Linked DNA regions of Mus musculus: region 2 is linked to region 1. Evidence: chromatin contacts called from public Hi-C data. All regions are on one chromosome and are shown on one strand. Each heading gives the region's core, a stretch centred on a gene start, on an enhancer-like site or on the middle of the called end of the contact. The rest is flanking DNA. Distances are from core to core; before and after follow the strand shown. Region 1 holds the start of Ggt6 (gamma-glutamyltransferase 6). Region 2 overlaps Ankfy1 (ankyrin repeat and FYVE domain containing 1).

Region 1 (6,812 bases), core at 1,431-3,930:
TCTGGCTCTCAAGTTCCAGACACCTCTGCCCCTCTGTTAATACCCCTGAAAGGGGCAGCAGCCACTGGGGACACTGGAGACATGGGCGTGTTCTGCATGGACTACCGCCTGCAGTAGGGCCCCTTGGCCACATATGCCAGGGCTCTCTGTGGGTCTTTGATGCTGGGGCTGCTGTGGGATTTGGGGTGTTGCCAGATGATTGAGCAAGGTGCAAGTCATGGCTTTGGCCCCTCTGGAGATCCCTGAAGCCACCATCCCCAACATATCGGCTTCTGTGTCATCCAGGTTGTCACGAAGGATGAGTGGACAGGCCCAGGCACTAGGTGCAGGGCTGGCTTCCAGGTTGCTGAGCAGAACACCAGTACTTGGGGATAGATGTCCAGAACCAAAGGAACTGTTGATTGAGGAGATGAGGAGGAGCATGGAGCCGTTGCTGTCCACGGTGGCCAGGGCACTGCTCACTGGGGTTTCAGCAGTTTGCAGGAATGGTGGGCAGGGAGCAGAGCTGGGTGTCCTGGAGTGAAGAGTAGACTCCAGCAGTTCCACAAGTTCTGGACCTGCTGAGGGGCCAGGAGTCGTGAACAGGACCCCCCGAGGCAGAAGAAGCTGCAGCGCAGGCTCTAAGGAAGGCACGGGCTGAGCAGAAGGTAACTCTAACCCCAGGTCTCTGACCAGCGGGTTCAGCAAGGCCTTCCCAGCGAGATCTGGGCTGGAGGCCAGGGCTGCGCTGCGTAATACAGCTGCCAGGTTGGGGTTGGTGGCCCGAGCCCCAAGGCCCAGTGGGGTTCCATTGGTATGGCAGAACAATGGACAGAGCCCCTTTGTGCCCTGGATGGCTAGTGCGTTTGCCAGGGGTGCATCTACCTCAAAGCCCTTTTCAGCCAGCATGGCAGGCTTGGTCAGCAGGTGTGGCCAGGGCAGGCGGCCGAAGTGGGCATGAAGCAAATGCAGAGCAGGCAGACCCGTGGGCAGCCCCAGGCCGGGGGCCAGGAGTTGGGTTGGGCCTGCTGTCAGGGCAGTTGAGTTTCCTGAAGAGCTATTGTAGAAGAGACCCCAGAATGTGGCACCTGTTGGGAGACAGAGGTCACATGGGGATCAGAGGCACTGGCCAGAATTGGGGTCAAGATCCTCCAGTGGTCCCAGGTAGAGAATCACTGTCTTGCTTGCAATAGAGGTCACTGACTAAGCCTGAAATCAGGAGTTGCTGACCAGGGTCAAAGGTTACTCAAGACTAGGCCTGGTGCTCAGATCCCATGTCCTGCTCACTAGCTAGTCTTGAGGTAATGGCCACTGACTGCCCTAATGAGTTCCAGGTCACTAACTAGGCCCCAGGTTAGAAGCTCTGAGGTTCAGGGCCCACAGATTACACTGACCTAAGCCTGTTGCATGAGGATGTACCACCGCCAGACACAAAGCTGCTCCAACTCCAGCATCCACGACATTGCCCCCAGCGACAAGCAACTCTTGGCCCAGTTGGGAACATGTGGCTGCAGTAAGGAAAGGTCTGTGTGTGATGGGGAGGTGCCCTGAACCACTGACCCCTAGCCCCTTCCCAAACACTGACCTGCCGGGCTGATAATGGCGCTGTGGTGGTACACACCAGGGCGATGGGAGTGTCTGCTGGCTGGAGGGGCCACAGAGCCCAAGTTTCCTCTTGGGCTGTCCCTACTGTGCAGCTGCCTCAGAGCCAGAGAGCTGCTAACAGCCAGCAGCAACAAGCCTGCCAGCAGGCGGGCCCAGGCTCCTGGCAACCCACCAACCTCGTTCCTGCAGAAAGGGGAGTCCTGAGCCAGGGATGGGGTAAAGGAGCACCCAGGAACCCCAAGAAGACCCAAGGAATGTTTCCCCCAAAGGTTTGATTTTGCAAGAGTATAAATTGGAGAGAGAGAGAGAGAGAAGAGAGAGAGAGAGAGAGAGAGAGAGAGAGAGAGAGAGAGCCCAGGGCACTGCATTGGCAAAGACACAGAGGTAGGAAAAAGTTGGAGAAACTGAGGCTGGCTTGGAGAGAGTGTCTAACAGAAGAGCTGGAGGAGGCAGGGGTGGCCAGTCAGTCAGAGGGAGACCTGGAAGGGGCTTGGCACATGGGGAGAGGTGGTTGAGGAGCAGGGTTCATCCAGGTGTAGCCCAGTCCCAACCCGTCCAGCAGGTGCTATGGCATGGAGCTGGGGTGAGGCTGGGAGAGCTGGGGCAGTACTGGGTCCAGCTTGATACAGATGTCTAAGATGTCTTCTCTTAAGATACACAGACCTTCCTCTGACTGACTGGCTCAGTCCCAAGTTGGATCTGCAGCCTAGAGCTCCCCTCCCCCCAAACTCATCTAGAAAGTCCCTGATGCTCAGCCAAGTGTGAGATTGCCTGACCCAGCTTAGGGATTCCAGAGAGAGGACCTTGCCAGCCGTCCAGCCTGAGTTATGGAGGTCCCCAGGCCCTTGCTGACTCACCGGGGGGTATTTTGGAGTCTCCTTAGGGAGAGGACCAGTGGCTCTGCTATCTCTTCCTCTTCCTCCTCCTCCTCCTCCTCTGACTCCACGCCAGGCTCCCAGAGTTGTAGCTTGTGATAGTGCACAGGTCCTGTGGTGGCATCCATGGCCCGTGCTACCCCAGATCTTTGCCGAGAGCCCTGACAGTTGACACTGCCAGAGAGGCAAGCAAGCAGGTTGTGGCTGGTGCTGGGTGGCCTTGGGGAATGGAGGTGGTGAAACAGAGAACAGGTCTGGGCAGGGCGGGGCTGGGAAGGCTGCTATGAGCCTGCCTCGTTAGGACTCGGGGCTCTTATAAAGGTTCCCCGAGCAGCTGCCATACAGAGTCACAATTTATACAGGTCTAGGAGGAGCCCAACACTATAGCTATAGACTAAGAGGTGGGGTGAGTGGAGTCTCTCTTTACCTTTGAGATCCCAAAGCTACTCAGGTCTCTAGGAATCGTGGACATGAATTAGAGCTATGGTTACAAAGGGTAGCCTAGGTGTGGCTTAGCACCACCAACCAGGTTATATTGTCAGGGGGTGTGGCTTCCAAGGAGGGTCATGGTCCAATCTTGGGCTACTATGAAATCTGGCGAACAGCTTGGGGGGTGAGGGCCATCCCTGGATGTGTCATGTGGCTTTTGTCCAGAAGGCGGAGTCAGAGACCTCTGTGGGGAAACAGTCTGGAAAACACGGTTCCAACCTTCTTCCTGGCATTCACATCAAGGACCTGTTCCTGGGCAAAGCAGTGCTATTTGCAACAGTCCCACATTGGAAACTATGCTAACACCATTGTCAGGAAAAACCGTGCAAGCCATTATTCAGGCACTGGGGTATCTGCAGCAGAAAGAATGAACAAGAGACAATTATGTGTAATATTGTACATGAATCAGAGGGAACATGGGGAGTGAAAGAGGCCAGGTAGGAAAGGGCACACATTGTGTGTCTTAAGCAAGGCTCAGAACAAGGTAAGACCGGTTAACGTTTAGAGTCAGAACGCAGCTGGAGTGCGGAACAGTCAGGGCATCTGGGAAGAAGCCAGAGAAGTCTTGTTTACCTTTCTCTCCTACTTTTCTTTTTCCTTCCTTCCTTTTGTCTTTTGTTTTCTTTCTCTCTCTCTTTCTCTCTTTCTTTCTTTCTTTCTTTCTTTCTCTCTCTCTCTCTCTCTCTCTCTCTCTCTCTCTTTCTTTCTGTCTGTCTGTCTGTCTTTCTTCGAGACAGGGTTTCTCTGTATAGCCCTGGCTGTCCTGGAACTCACTTTGTAGACCAGGCTGTCCTTGAACTCAGAAATCTGCCTGCCTCTACCTCCCAAGTGCTGGGATTAAAGGCACGGGACACCACACTTAGCTGTCTTTTTTTTTTTTTAAAGTACCACTCATATTTATTAATAAAACTAAAAGATCTTTTTGAGTTTTGTTTGTTTGGGACAAGGTCTCACTATGTATACTAAATCATTGGCCTTAAACTCAGAAATCTGTCTGCCTTTGTCTTCTGAGTCCTGGGATTAAAGGTGTGTGCCACTATGCCTGCCTTTATTTTTTTTTTATTACATTTCTTTCTTGTGTGTGTGTTTGTATGTGTGGTGTGTGGCACATGAGTGTCATAGCATGCATGTGGAAATCAGAGGACAGCTTGTGGCAGTTGGTTTTCTCCTACCATCTGGATCCAGGGGACCAAGCATGGTCAGGCTTGACAGTGAGCATCCCTATCCACTGAGCCATCTCAATGGCCCTTTGCTTGTTTGTTTTGAGACAGGGTTTTATGTAGCCCAGGCTGCCCGCAGACTCCTCACGTAGCTGAGGGAGGAATATGGCCTTGAACTTCTAATTCTCCTACCCTCAGCACCTCAGTGCTGGGATCATAGGCAAGCATCACCATCCCTGGCTCAATTAAAAGTTTAATATCAAGATGTGAGTGACAGGGCTGAAGAGATGGCTCAGTGGTTAAGAGCACTGACTGCTGTTCCGAAGGTCCTGAGTTCAAATCCCAGCAACCGCATGGTGGCTCACAACCATCCGTAATGAGATCTGATGCCCTCTTCTGGTGGGTGTGTCTGAAGACAGCTACAATGTACTCATATACATAAAAGAAATAAATCTTAAAAAAAAAGATGTGAGTGACAAATGAAAAGTTAATATCAAAATGTCATATGAAAGCAGGTCCTTTAGAGAAGGGGGCCTGGACTTTCCTATTAGACAGACATATTTGTTACAGTGATTTCTTTCTTCCTGTTTTGGTTTTTTTGAGACAGAGTTTCTCTGTAGTAGCCCTGTCTATCCTGAAACTCACTCTGTAGAACATGCCAGTCTCGAACTCAGACCCACCTGCCTCTCTGCTTCTGAGTGCTGGGATCATAGGCATGCGCTGGCTCTGGGTGCTGACCCTGACAGCTTCTGACGTGTCACATTTTCACCTTGGAAAAATCTTTCATCCTGGTTGTCAGCTTGGTGGGCTCCCAGCTGACATCTGTTAATGAGGGTGTTGGTCTCATGGGTGTGCCCACTGTGAACACAAATCAAGTGGCACATCTATGTATGCTTTTCTGCATGTACTTTGTGTTTTATGAAAACCTCGTTTTCTACACTAACATTGGCCATATCTCATAGAAGTTGAGACTAGAATAGAATAGCTGGTCAGTAGGTGATGTGTTTATAGCTAAAACGGGTCTAAAAGCTCAAGTGTGCGACCGCACAGCAGGATAACTGTAGGTAACAACCATGTATTATACCACTAATTATGTATGTATGAACCGGTTTTTTTTTTTTTTAGACAGTCTTTTTTATGTAGCCCAGCCTGTTCTCTAGCTTGAGATCCTCCTGCCTCAACTTCAGTGCTAGGATTACAGATGTGCACGACTTCATTTCAAAACTAGAAGGATTTGAATGTTTTTGTTTTGTTTTGTTTTTGTTTGGGGTTTTTTTGGGGGGGGGGGTTCGAGACAGGGTTTCTCTGTATAGCCCTGGCTGTCCTGGAACTCACTTTGTAGACCAGGCTGGCCTCGAACTCAAAAATCCGCCTGCCTCTGTCTCCCAAGTGCTGGGATTAAAGGCATGTGCCACCATGCCCGGCTGGATTTGAATGTTTTCATGACAAAGAATGTTTGTGGAGAAAAAGATTTTTACCCTCATTTAAACATTGTATAATGCATACATGTATCTAAAACATTACATAATATCACATTTATATAGTCTGTATTATCTTATCTCTAAAACTAATTATTTTTGTTTTTTAGAAAGGGAAGCTCTGGGTGTCCTGGAACTTGCTCTGTAGACCAGGCTGGCCTCAAACTCAGAGACTTCCAGACCACCTCTGCTTCCCAAGTGCTAGGACTGAAGGTAAAACACCAAGCCTGGCAATAATAAAGAATTTTTTTCCAATACAGAGTTTCTCGGTGTAATTTTGGCTATCCTGTAACTCACTCTGTAGACCAGGCTGATGGGTTCACAGAGATCCGACTGCATCTGCTTCCAGAGTGCTGGGGTTAAAGGCTTGCAACTCCACGCCTGGCCAAGCATATGTTAATTTTGTAAAAAGTAGTAGGTACAGGGGCTGGAGCGATGGCTTAGCCGTTAAGAGCACTTGATGCTCTTGATAATATGGGTTCAGTTTCCAGCACCTAAAAGGTGACTCACAACTGTCAGAACTTCATTTCCAGGGAATCAGATGCCTTCCTCTGGCCTCATTGGGCACAGGTACGCACTGCACATGGTACACATACATACATGCAGGCAAAACACTGATATACATTAAATTTTTCTTTTAAAAGAGATGCTGGGTACAGTCCCACATGCTTGCAATTGGAGCACTCAGAGCTCCTGGCAAGAGAGTTACAGGATCAAAGCTGCTTAGTGAGACACTTTTAAGAAACAAAACAAGGGGGTCAGCAGTTAGGAGCAGCCCCAAAACATACACTGCTCTTGCAGAGAACCTGAGTTCAGTTCCCAGCACCCATATTAGGCATCTCATTATTTCCTGTAAGTCCAGTTTTAGGGACCAACACCCTCTTCTCTTCTCTTCTCTTCTCTTCTCTTCTCTTCTCTTCTCTTCTCTTCTCTTCTCTTCTCTTCTCTTCTCTTCTCTTCTCCTCTCCTCTCCTCTCCTCTCCTCTCCTCTCCTCTCCTCTCCTCTCCTCTCCTCTCCTCTCCTCTCCTCTCCTCTCCTATGCATCCACCCTCTTGAACCCATATGCATGTACCCAAATACACAGATACACATCATTAAAAAGCAAAAGAAAAAAGAAAGCTGGGCATGGTGGCCCATGCCTTTAATTCTAGTACTAAGGAGGCACAGGCAGGTGGATTTCTGAGTTCAAGGTTGACCTGATCTACAGAGTTAAGTTCCAAGATGG
Region 2 (6,480 bases), core at 2,932-5,431, 290 kb before region 1:
TGTCAAAGACTTAACATTTTCCAATTAATTCCATCTTTGCTTCCTTTGCAGATGAAGACGACAAAGCCTGCAGAGGCCAGAGAGCTCACACAAGTCTGACTGAGAAAATGGCTAGTCAGGATCTGTATTTAAGAGGCACTTGCCACCACACTCTACCTATCAGAGCACTGCTGGGCCCCAGAAAGTGACAGCTAAATGTCAACTCTGACCTTCAACTGGAACCAAGCCACGTAGGAGTCCCACCCCGAGTTTAGAGTTCTTCCCCTACTATTAGCCTACAACGATGGCAATTTCAAAACAAATCTGAACTGTGACAACAAATCACAGAGTCACATCAGTTCTCCACAACTGTTGCCCTATCAGGGAAGGAAGGCTGCTCTATGTCAGCTCTTTAAAGCTAGTTTTCAGCAGGTATAGCAACACATGCCCTTAATTTCATCAATCAAGAGGCTGAGGCAGGATGTTTGCCTAAGTTTAGGGTCAGTCTGAGATACACAGTGAGTTTCAGGTCAGTCTGGGCTACAGAATGAGAGCTTATCTCAGTGCAACAAACAACAACCCCACTTTTCTAGTAGTATCAGAATTAAATTGAGGGCCTCCTGCATGCTAGGCAAACACTACCACTGAGCTGTATTTCCCACCCTTTAAATTTTTCTGAGAAAAGGGTCTGGTTTAGTTCTTCTCACTGGTCTTGAACTTGCTTTGCAGTTTAGGCGGACCATGGATTCAACATCCTCCTGCCTTAGACCCTGAAGTGGTTGGGGTTTCAGGTCTGTGACATTAAGTACACACAGGCCAGTTCTGTTAGAAATCTTTCCTTAGAATTTTAAGGTTTCTCCCATAAAAGTTATATACAAAAACAATCACAGAAGCTAGTTCATAAAACACTGATTGCTGTATTTATCTATTTATTTAATGTAAAGAAAAGAAAAAAGAAAAACAAAACAAACTTAGTTTGTATGCCCTGTGTTTGGGAGAAGACAAGATAATCCCTGGGGCTTCAGTGGTGCCAACCTCATCTAATCAGTGAAATCTAGGCCAGTGAGAGAGCCTGCCTCAAAATACAGTGGACGGTACTTGAGTAATCCCACCAGAGGTTGTTCTCTGGCCTCTAGAGCCACATACGTGCACCTGTATACACATACAAAAGTATAAAGCAAACCATAACGAAGAAATGTAAAACCTGTTATTTATGATGGAAACCCAATAAGTGAAGCAGTGGAGAAAGCTCTGTCATGGGCAGCTGAATGCTGGGTCACAGCTTCTCTAGGACAATGCTGAAGGCAGGTGTTCTTGACATCTGTTCCTGAACCTTAGCCATCTCTTCCTGTTCCACTCTAGACCCTAACAACACTTTCAGAATTGAAAAAGCCTCAAAGATCATCTAACCCAACTGCTTATTTTTCAAGAATACAAACAACAAAGACTAGGTAACAGAGAGGATACTGTGGAAACAGGGTTTACACTGGGATCTCCAGCTGCAGTGTGAAGGCTTGTCCATACCACACAATCTCTTACTTACCCAGTGACTTGCAATAATTTCTGCACAATAGTTCATCAGCGTACTGGCATTTAATTCCTCTGCTGTTTGATAGAAGCGAATACAGTTCCTAACATTCACCAGAGACATAACACCCTTCTCACATCTGTAAAAGATTATTTATTAATGATGAACAGTATTAGCAAGGCAAATACATTAATAAGTAAACCAAAACCAGTGACTGCTACACGAGCTATATCTAGTAAAACTGAGGAGTAAGGCTAAGCACTGTATTTAATAAGGAAGTATGGCTAGGCTACTGCTGTATTTTATTTATGTGTATATTTTTACTTATTGAAATCAATTTTTATTATTTTATCAAACCTGGTCATATGCATTCCATTTTTAAGGTAGGGTATCTCACTATGTAGCCCAGGCTAGCTGTGAAGTCAGGTTCCTCTTGCCTAAGCCTGGCTTACACTGTGCTTTATAGTCTTGTATTAGACAGTATATTACATCACACTGTCCTGAGCAGAATGAAAATAACCTGCAAAAAACCCTATGAAGCTTAAAATTTCAAGAGTTTCAAAAGCAATCACAAGAAACCCATTGATCACATGCACAGGCCATTCTAAAGTCAAACACAAAACAGATTGGCTTCAGTTCTTTGGTACTGAATTGTATGGAATAAGCCTGCAGATTCCAGACAACTCTATTATTCTCAAAGTTCAAAATATGAGGGTCTATGCTTAATAAATACCTCCTTAAAAGTACCCCCAAGGGCTGGTGAGATGGCTCAGCAGTTAAGAGCACTGACTGCTCTTCCGGAGGTCCTGAGTTCAGATCCCAGCAACCACATGGTGGCTCACAACCACCTATAATGAGATCTGAAGACAGCTACAGTGTACTTACATATAATAAATAAAATTAAATTAAAAAAAAAGTACCCCCAAAAGATAAATTTGTATTCTGATTAAATTATAATTCAGAAGGCTGGAGAGGTACCTCTGAGGTTGAGAGCACTGGCTGTTCTTCCAGAGGACCTAGATTTGGTTCACAGCACTCACATGCAAACTCACAACCATCTAACTTCAGTTCTAGAGGATCCAGTGCTCTCATCAGACCTTCATGGATACTGCATGTACATGGTACACAGATACAGATGTAGCCAAAACACTGACACAATAATGATGATGATAATTAAAATAAGTGAGTAAATTATAATTCAGGGACTAGAAAATAGGACAGTGGCAGAATGTTTGCCTAGGATGGATTTGTACTTGGAAAGCTCTGGGTTCAATCCCTAGTAATAATGGGGGATGGGGAGGTGAAAGGGTAGGGGGTGCATATGTAGACTTAATAGACAGCTAAGCAGCTAAGAATAACTCTTCTTCCAAAGGACCTAAGTTTGGTTCCTTGGGCACATGACAGGCGGTTCCCAGGTGCCCATGACTCTAGTTGTAAGGAATTTGATGTCCTCTTTTAGCCTCTCTAAGCACCAACCCCATACACTCACATACACATAAATAAAAGTTTTATAAATAAAATATCCAAAATAGCTAAAAGATAGTGAAACAATTATGAATCATATCTAGTATGCAAGAGGCTGTGGATTCAATCCTTAGTATCTCACACACACACACACACACACACACACATCAGACCACAGTATACCAAGAGAAAATTGGGCACAAAGTATATCCCTTGCCTCAATTCCACCCAAATTATTCATTCATACATTTATTATTATTATTATTATTATTATTATTATTATTATTATTATTATTATTATAGAGAGAGCCAAGCAAGCACACGCCACAGTGCACAAAAGTGTGAAGGCTTGGGCTGGTGAGATGGCTCAGTGGGTAAGAGCACCCGACTGCTCTTCCGAAGGTCCAGAGTTCAAATCCCAGCAACCACATGGTGGCTCACAACCATCTGTAATGAGATCTGACTCCCTCTTCTGGAATGTCTGAAGACAGCTACAGTGTACTTACATATAATAAATAAATAAATCTTTAGCAAAAAAAAAAAAAAAAAAAAAAAAAGTGTGAAGGCTGGAGGACAACTTTCAAGTCAGTTCTCTTCTTCCAAATTGAGTTTTAGGGCTCAAACTTGGATTATCAGTTGGATTATCAGGTTTATGTAGCAAGAATTTTTACCTGCTGAGCAATCTCACCAACCCTTCCACAGCATTTTTAGAAGAAGTTAAAATGAGTATGTAGACATGTTACTGTACGGGCACTGGTGATGCACCCCTTTGATCCTAGCACTTGGGGAATCAGAGGCAGTTAGATTTCTGTTGAGTTCAAGGCAGCCTGTCGACAGAGAGAAACCCTGTCTTGAAATAAAACAAAACAAAAATGAAACCAACAAGTCTGAGAGTAGGGACACATACCTCAAATCTCAATACTTGGGAGGCTGAGGCAAGGAGATTTCTTTCCAACAAGAGTTGGAAGAAAACCTGGGCTACAAAAGTAGCATTGGCTACTGTGTAACACTAGCTCAAAAACTAAAACAGTGTATTCCCAAACCTTTCTGTATCACTGGAGTCTCCAAGTACACTGCATATCACAACAAAGGGTAACAAAGTTATTGTGACCTGACCACAGCTATGGAATTAAGTGTTCCAGGAGAAAACTGCTATCTGACAGATGAAACTAGTCTTGCTATAACAGTGTCCTAGCAGCAGGTGGCCCACCTCATAGGACTGCAAGGATTCCAAATCACATCTGCAGAGCACTTACTTTACACACTTGTACAGACAGTGGCCTGGACTCTGAAAATCATAGTCTCCCTTCTTACTGCCAAGGGATGACTTGAACACAGTTCATACCAACAGATGTTTTCTTACAAACAGTTCATTTTCACTCATTTAGATCCCCTGAGTACCATTTGTCATATGGATAAGACTATAACTAGTAACTGACATGATTCATACAACAAAAGAATACATGTCTTCTCCTCTCTCTCTCTCTCTCTCTCTCTCTCTCTCTCTCTCTCTCTCTCTCTCCCCCATCCCTCCTTCTCCCGTTCTCTCTGAGACAGGGTTTTTCTCTGTGAAGCCCTGGTTGTCCAGGAACTCACTCTGTAGACCAAGCTGGCTACGACCTCAGAGATCCATCTGCCTCTGTCCCTCAGGTTGGTGGAATTAATGGCATGTGCCAACACCTCCTGGCAAGAACACATAATTTTATTAAGCTCTCACCTCATAGTTTCTATTTGAAAAAGAGAAAGACAGGCTAGTTATCCTCTGGAGGAAAAATACTGTTATTAATATATTTTTAAAAATTTGATATCCACAAAGCATACAAAAAGCACAAAGCAATCTATCTTGTTTTTTGAAACAGGAGCTCACCATATATAACTCTGGTTGGCCTGGCACTCTCTTTGTAGACCAGACTATACTTAAACTCAGAGACTCATCTTTCTCTACCTCCAAGTGCTGGGATTAATGGCATGTGCCACCATGCCCAGCAAAGATTTATTTATTCATTATTCTTATATGCATGTCTATCTATGTGAGTCCATGTGCTTTCAAAAGCCCCACAAGGCCAGGAAAGGACATCAGAGCCCCAGAAAATGAAGTCAAAAGTGGCTGTGAGCCTCTGGGAACCAAAGTCCTCTCCAAGAGCAACAAGGGCTTTTCATCTCTGAGCCATATTTCTAGTCCATACATCTGATTTTTAAAGTATAAACCAGGGACCCTACAAACTTCTGTCTGGTTTTCTTTCTTTTTTGTTTTTGCTTTTGCTTTGTTTTGTTTGACAGGGTTTTTCTGTGTAGCCCTGGCAGTCCTGGAATTTACTCTGTAGACCAAGCTGACCTTGAGCTCACAAGCGATTTGCCTTTCTTTGCCTTCCAAGTGCTAGGATTCAAAGTGTGTGCCACCAATCCCTTTCAGATCGACCCATATATGTGAGATGTGATAACTATTGAGAGAAAAATACACAGATGAACAATGGTTGGGTTGTAGGTGACCTACTTTTTCTTTATATAATTCGGTTTTCCAAATTGCATATACTATACCCATATTTATAATCAATGAAAATAGTCATTTTAATAATATACTTTTTCAAAGAGAATTTTCTGATATTACAAAAAAAGCCCTTCTGTAGCTGGTCTTTGGCTACTATGGGCTCTTCTTTCTACCCTTCTCTACTCCTTTTCTTCCACCTTCCAATTCCTAAACACTAGATAAGCCGGAAAAAAAGATAGCGAGGAAGAAAAGTGATCCTTAAATAAAGTTGGGGGCCATTAGACTACTTTCTTGCTGATTGGGGGCATTGAGTTCCTTGAAGCAAATTTGATCTTTGCAGTTATGATATCTAATTATTATTTCTCCTCCTCCACTTCTTCCTTTTCCTTCTCCTCCTCTGCCTCTTTCTTCTTTGCGTAGGAATACTTAAACTGCCACCAGCATCAACCAACAACTACCAACAAAAACCAAACAACCTACATCACCTCTTGGAGCCCCTAGCATTTATGTAATCTCTGAAAACTACCCAGATTTGCAAATGTCACACAAACACAGAAACTATCTGCAGCTGGCAAAATCACAGTCAGCTACTGTAGACAGCTGCCAAAGCAGCCCCATATCCCACACCTGTGATTGAAAGCATATTCCTATAATATTTCTGTAGTTTTTTAAAGAAACCAAAATTCCAAAATTGTTACTACACCCTTCTTTTTGATCAAGTTAATTATTAATATTTCCAAGCCATCAGAGCCTCTCTATCACAGAAATCAGTGCCTTGACTTCACACAGAACTGCATGGTTTTGCCAGAGCCTACTGGCTTAATATCCTAGATGTGTCATTTCTCTTCCTGACAGCAGTGGGCACTCTGTGACCTTATTAAAAGACAGCATTCACTCCAGTCTTGGTCTCTCCCATACCAGCTCTTTTAAAAAGCTATGAAAAACAACTTAATATCCACAATCAACAGAACAAATTTGAGCATCTGGTAATGTTGATAGTCAAGAGGCTTAAGCAATCAAT

The links. Hi-C and Micro-C count contacts between places; a contact is called where the count stands out from the background.
Region 2: a contact with region 1 is called in a Hi-C map of cardiomyocytes, with 2.3 times the contacts expected there. The contact joins the enhancer-like site here to the promoter of Ggt6 in region 1. A contact is called at or near these places in 14 of 484 Hi-C or Micro-C datasets (the AML12 cell line, B cells, the G1E-ER4 cell line and 11 more), 4 of 115 datasets of contacts at active chromatin or transcription factors (the 230-238 cell line, bone marrow-derived dendritic cells and bone marrow-derived macrophages) and 3 of 9 other capture datasets (adipose tissue, liver and pancreatic islet).

What each region holds. Positions count from the first base shown.
Region 1 is chr11:72,431,394-72,438,205 of GRCm38.p6, reverse strand. Ggt6 (gamma-glutamyltransferase 6) reads right to left here and starts at 2,680. Exons shown (of 4, transcript NM_027819.2): 1 at 2,442-2,680; 2 at 1,565-1,767; 3 at 1,374-1,487; 4 at 1-1,067. The coding sequence starts at 2,587. The coding sequence ends at 37.
Region 2 is chr11:72,723,927-72,730,406 of GRCm38.p6, reverse strand. Ankfy1 (ankyrin repeat and FYVE domain containing 1) reads right to left here. Exons shown (of 25, transcript NM_009671.5): 5 at 1,523-1,646. Among named protein-coding and RNA genes, the nearest start is that of Ankfy1, 37 kb to the right of the region's middle. Within about 2 kb of position 4,181, at least 6 of the 459 cell types and tissues checked have an H3K27ac peak or open chromatin away from gene starts, as enhancers often do.